Regions from separate parts of the Danio rerio genome. Here region 2 is linked to region 1. A link is a contact called in public Hi-C data. All regions are on one chromosome and are shown on one strand. Each heading gives the region's core, a stretch centred on a gene start, on an enhancer-like site or on the middle of the called end of the contact. The rest is flanking DNA. Distances are from core to core; before and after follow the strand shown.

What was found. Hi-C and Micro-C count contacts between places; a contact is called where the count stands out from the background.
Region 2: a contact with region 1 is called in a Hi-C map of an unstated tissue, with 1.9 times the contacts expected there. The contact joins the enhancer-like site here to the promoter of tbx2a in region 1. A contact is called at or near these places in 1 of 18 Hi-C or Micro-C datasets (an unstated tissue) and 1 of 4 datasets of contacts at active chromatin or transcription factors (embryo).

What each region holds. Positions count from the first base shown.
Region 1 is chr5:61,844,405-61,847,351 of GRCz12tu, forward strand. It overlaps tbx2a (T-box transcription factor 2a), which reads right to left and starts at 1,434. Exons shown (of 7, transcript NM_001102384.1): 1 at 676-1,434. The coding sequence starts at 1,034. LOC141385627 (a long non-coding RNA gene) reads left to right here. Exons shown (of 3, transcript XR_012406395.1): 3 at 2,700-2,947.
Region 2 is chr5:62,076,510-62,079,456 of GRCz12tu, forward strand. No RefSeq gene overlaps it. Among named protein-coding and RNA genes, the nearest start is that of ppm1db, 170 kb to the right of the region's middle. Within about 2 kb of position 1,397, at least 3 of the 62 cell types and tissues checked have an H3K27ac peak or open chromatin away from gene starts, as enhancers often do.

The DNA of each region.
Region 1 (2,947 bases), core at 184-2,683:
GGGTCTGGGGCCGAATTTATTTAACATTTTTAGAAGACATTAAATAAATTTCTGATTGGATATAAATGCAAATAACTAATTTAACTATACCTTTCCCGTTATAACCATAAATAAATAAATAGCCAATGTTTTGCTTGTTTGGCAAAGGGCAAAACATGGCTATTTATTGTTTATATAAACATTTACCGACTATATTTACAAAGTTAAAAGAATTTTTTACATCTTTATAATTCATGTAGACTTGTTATTTAGACATGCTTGTCGATAAAATATCGAAATAAATTTATAAATTAATAAAATGTAGCCTACCAGCTAATAGTTGTTGTTTATTTTCACTTAAACACGTTCCCATCGTTTACAGAAAGATTTTGGTTACATTGGTTCAGAAACATTAGTCTATTTATATATTAGTGTTTTTATTTAATAGCCTAATAGATCGCATATAAATTTTATTTGAATACTGTCATGAATATATGCTATGTGGAACAATTCTTAGTCTACTCTCTTAAGAGGCTTCGATGCTATGTCAGCATCCAGTACATCTGAATTTTAACCGAGCAATATTTTATAATGTAAAGTATATTTTACGATAAAATAGACCCAACTCTTCGCAGAGTAATATAATAACATCACCCTATGCAGCATTCAATAGGTTAAATAATGTAAAGACCTTACCTTCCTGATTTAGTGATGACCATTTCTGTTCCAATTTTGTGGAATTGATCCCAAAGCTCCTTAGCTTCTAATGTAACTTTAGGATCGTCCTCAACATCCTCCTCTGGCTCGAGACCCTTGAAAGAGCGCAGATGAGCCGCCTGGTGGTGATGTCCAAGCGCCGCGTGTAAACCAGCTTCAGCCGCACCGGAGAGCGCATGATCCGCCAGCGGTTTACTGAGACCCGGTGGTAAAGTGAGCGCTGGAAAGAACGAAGGTTGAGCCGCCGCAAGGAAAGCTGACATGGGAAAGTCGGCCGGCCTGTGCGCGTGAAAAGGGTGATAAGCCATAGCGTTCGCTGTGAAAACTGGATCTCTCATCGGTGCATCCAAAAAGCCAGATGAATGTATAATATTCTAAAAAAAGAATTGCGCCTGTAAAAACAACTCGTAAGTCCGACTGACTGTCGCTCTCTTGCCACTGAAAGCCAGTGTTGATTTCACAGTAGTTGAAGAGGACTGGTAGGAAATGTCACTACCATTTGAGTATGTCCAGTTGCAGCACAGTGATAATATCCTTCAAAAGAGCAATATTGACACTTCGGTTCAGATTTACAGTTTTCCTGCTGCAATAGTCTCAAGATTTAAAGCAGCCCCAAAATCAAGGATGCGTAAGTCACGAGCACTGTTGAAGAATTGGAGGTTCTTCCCTGACCACTGTGTAACTGTGTCTGTCTTACATGCCCCTTCTCACTGGATCTCCGCACTAATGAACCAGACCGTCTTGATTGCCGATTTTACGCATTCTGGACCAATTGTAGAGCTTCATAGGCGTGGTTTTGACAGCTCCAGCCAAGATCGTGGAAGGGGGGTTGACTGGAAGGTGTCGGAAGCATTTGCAGTAAGAAAACATGTCAACAGAATAAAATATTAACCAATGACAGAGTAAGGATCTGGAAACCCCACCCCCGCATAACCTAACTGAAGAACGGTCATCTGGCTGTAGGCAGCCGTGTAAGAGAGTGCTTCTCCCGGCTTGTGTTTCACCAGTATAAGAACCGTGTGCTTTCTGTAAGCTCCAATGCTAAACTTTTAGAAAATGCATTTAAAGTTGTATGTGACTAACATACAAAAAATATTTAATGTCGATTTAGTGTCGCTGTTTTAAACATTTTGGAAATATATAGCAGCAACCCACATTTCACGGATAACAAAATAATTCTAGACAACAAATGCAGTTATTTGTGTTTACGAAGACCTTAAACCGACCGAATGTAATATTTTACAGTACTATATTCGCCTATTTTTTACCCTAGCGATCTTCCGTACATTGGTTTCAGGATGTGGGATACTCGTAAAAGCAGGGCGCATTTAAAAGCGAAAATAAAGAATTTAGAGGGAATAACGAGCTGTCACATAGCCTTTTTTCCAATATACGCCTGCAACAAACTATCGATGAATCGATCCTTGATAGAGACATTGTGTATTTTATTGTAGCAAATAATTGTATATTCATCTTTTTTCATTTTACAGAGCTATTCACTGTTTGTAAAATCGGCCGACAGGGTACAGCAGAGTAACAATCTCAGCTTTAAAGCTCCACAAACAGTCGTGTACCTTTAAGAGGCTCGTCAACAGATTCTTGATTAAGTGGGACTCCGTTTGTTAAAGAGCGCTTGGCGCCAGTCTGCTGGAGTCCCACAATAAGAACCTACCCCTGTCAATTCATATTTACCCCCAAATTCTCAAACAGCGTTCACCGATCCACTCAATGTTCTCCATTGCTTAGTCTACATGTTGAAAAAAATCCAACGAAAGTTTTTTTTTCTTCTTCTGCCAATCTATTTCCGCTTTCAACAATTAATCACCCTAGTGAAAGCCAACATATGGAAGATTTGTCTGGTGTTTTGAATAGATGTCTGATCAGTTAGGCTACTTTGATAAAAAAGGACGCAAAACAGTTAGGATTGGTATTAATTCCACACGTTTTTCTCAGATTTGGAATCTTGCACAATGTCAACAGGAAATACACGTTGTTTCTTTCAGTGAACTCATTTCATTCTCTGAAATGCTTACGGTGGACTTCAGAAATGACTTACTGAAGAACCCAAAACAACAGAACTTTCCTGAGAGAGAGAGGGGGACATAGGTTGCTTCCGACTTAATGCCGTCAAATCTCAAGCCGCTCTGCGAGTTGAAGTTATAAGAGAGGATCTTGAGTTACGGGTCCAGGATTTTCATTCACGGATATGCGAAGACAACAGGAAGAGGACATCAGAATATTTTTATGGATC
Region 2 (2,947 bases), core at 147-2,646, 230 kb after region 1:
AGTTTTGCTAAGTTTTTTTTTTTTTTTTTTTTTTTTCAGGTTGCCCAGGCTAATGTGCATGCACATTCAAAATAAACAAGATCACGACATCAACCTTATTTATGACTGTTCTACATGCATATTTCATCCTTTGGATAATGATCGTCAGATCGCGCTGCTCTTCTGAAGTAATCCACAACTTGGTATTGATGGCGAGTCTCCTCCAGAAATGACAATGACTTGTTTAAAAGTTGGTGGGTGTTTCAGTAGTAATGGTCTTGTGTTGTGCATTTGACAGGATGGACTGTACCATGCGTGTGTATCATGTTGATTACAAAACAAAATAACTTTTGTTTTCAAGAACACTTGGTTCAATTAAAAATAGACATTTCAATCTTTATGTTGATATATTTCTTATGTCTTTGAAGCAAATATTTGCTACATGTCTGGTCTGAATTTCTCCCCTGGAGAATCATCAGTCTATAGCAATTGATGATTTGCTCCTACAGTATTTTAGTAGTCAGGCCTTCATTCACCATATTGACTTTTACACTGTTCCCCATTTAAAACTATATGAGTGAAATGTCATGTGTATACTATAATCTTTGCTTATAACTTGTCAGCTTCTACCAACTTCTAAATTGGTAGATAAATAATACTTTATTTATTTATTTATTTATTTATTTATTTATTTATTTATTTATTTATTTATTTATTTATTTATTTATTTATTAAGAACATGTAGTTCCTTATAGTCAACAGAATGTATAAATAAACCAAAAATATGACATAACTCTTATGCAAAAATTGTTTTTGATCATTGTTTCGCTTGTCAAAAGCTGTAGAAATCAAAACAACTGCAAGTCATTCTGTAGCTTTTTTTAAAGCCCCCTATATCCACCAATGATTTTAAATTATTCATTGACAGTGAGAAATGTTAGTTTGGGCTCTGGCGCGTACACGTCCTTCGCTTATTTAGCAGATTTTTTCCAGCTGATTTTAATGTCTAAGCAGATTCACATAGAGTGTTTGGCTGCTAGAATGTCCCATGGGAGACGGTCCAGTTAAAGCGTTGTTTTGTGTCCAATTAAGATATGGGTGGAGCGGACATGGGCTACAAGGCATGTAAGACGTGCAATATCTGCATTCAGTGCCAAAACGTAAACACACTAAGACAGTTCGACCTCACAAATCTCCTCTCGGCTGAATCGAGAGTAACACAGCCCTACAAATCTCCCTCTGTGTCTTCAGTGCGAAGAGTTTGATAGACTGAATCTAATGTGGACATATGGAGGACGTGACTGTCCGATAGTTGCGGAAAATGAAACCATATTTTCACTTGAGGAAAAGCCAGACTTAACTGACAGAGTCATTTTCGACGCCATCCTTCTCCCTCCCTGTCTACAGAGCTACAAAACAGAAACATAACTACACGTTACATAGCTGAAGCATGTAAAATAGCTGGCCTCTACCTTGACGTGTACTGTACATGCTTTATCAGAAACACATGCGAGCCTGACATTTTATTTTGTCTTGGCAATTTGACACAAGCGCAGCTCATTCAAAATGCCACTGCCTTGTGTAAATACCGGAGATCACAGAGCTGAGGGCGGATAAATCATTAAAGCGTTTCCCCTTGTTCATTAAAGTTTTCTTCAGCTTCTTTATTTCCTTCTTTATTTTTTCTCACTATTTTGTTAATTTGGGGTGTTTTCAGGCCTAAATTGACCCTTTATTTCTTCTTTTTCTAATTTGCGAATAAAGTCCCTGCTCCAGTGTGTTTTATACTGTAGTCAGTGTATCTATTCATTATACTCATTCATTCATTCATTCATTCATTCATTCATTCAATCATTTTCTTGTCGGCTTAGTTCTTTTATTAATCCAGGGTCGCCACAGCGGAATGAACCGCCAACTTATCCAGCAAATTTTTACACAGCAGATGCCCTTCCAGCCGCAACCCATCTCTGGGAATCATCCACACATATTACACACAGACTCATAACCTACGGACATTTTAGCCTACCCAATTCACCTGTACCGCATGTCTTTGGACTGTGGGGGAAACCGGAGCACCCGGAGGAAACCCACGTGAACTCAGGGAGAACATGCAAACTCCACACAGAAACGCCAACTGAGCCGAGGCTCGAACCAACAACCCAGCGACTTTCTTGTGAGGCGACAGCACTACCTACTGCACTGAATAGCACTTTTACAATAATTATTGTTTCAAATCAGCTTTACAAAAGGTGTACATTATTGCATTACAACCAAATTCAGTAAAAGTTACAATAAAATATAAGTTCATAAGAATTCCCCTTAATATTATAGCATATACGTGATGTCTATGTGTGCATGTTTTATGAAGTCTATTAAGTGTGCAGTATGTGTTGTGCTCGAAATCCTCAATGGTTGGCATCATCTCTTCTCAGGTCTTGAATCTCATCACTGCCGCTGCACAGTTTCAAGAGGCCTTGGAATGAGCATCCCCAGGTTAAAATAGAGAAATTTAAAAAATTTTGCATAGCTGCTGTTCATAATGTTCATAACAAGAGATATTAAATGTTAATGTGAAAATAAAGCACTATAAATGAAAATAGCAGTTATATAAACAAAACAAACAGGTAACACTTTAGAGTAACTATTCATTATAGCTAGTTAATAGATCTGTTAGTTAATGGGTTATAAATGACTTGTTAAATAATAGTTAATAGTTTGTTAATTATTTATAACTGTGCCTTATAGATAGCCAATAGACAACTAGCAATCTGTTAGTTAAGTTTTAAATGGTTTGTTAACTGTATGTAATGATTTATAACTATACCTATTAAATTAGTAATAAATCATTAACAAGCTGTTATTAAATTACTTACTAAAGACTTGTTAAGTATCAGTTAATAGTTTATATATATTATTGGGCCTGTATTCTAAAGTTGCAACTATTCTTCATTTATTAACTTAGTGAGGA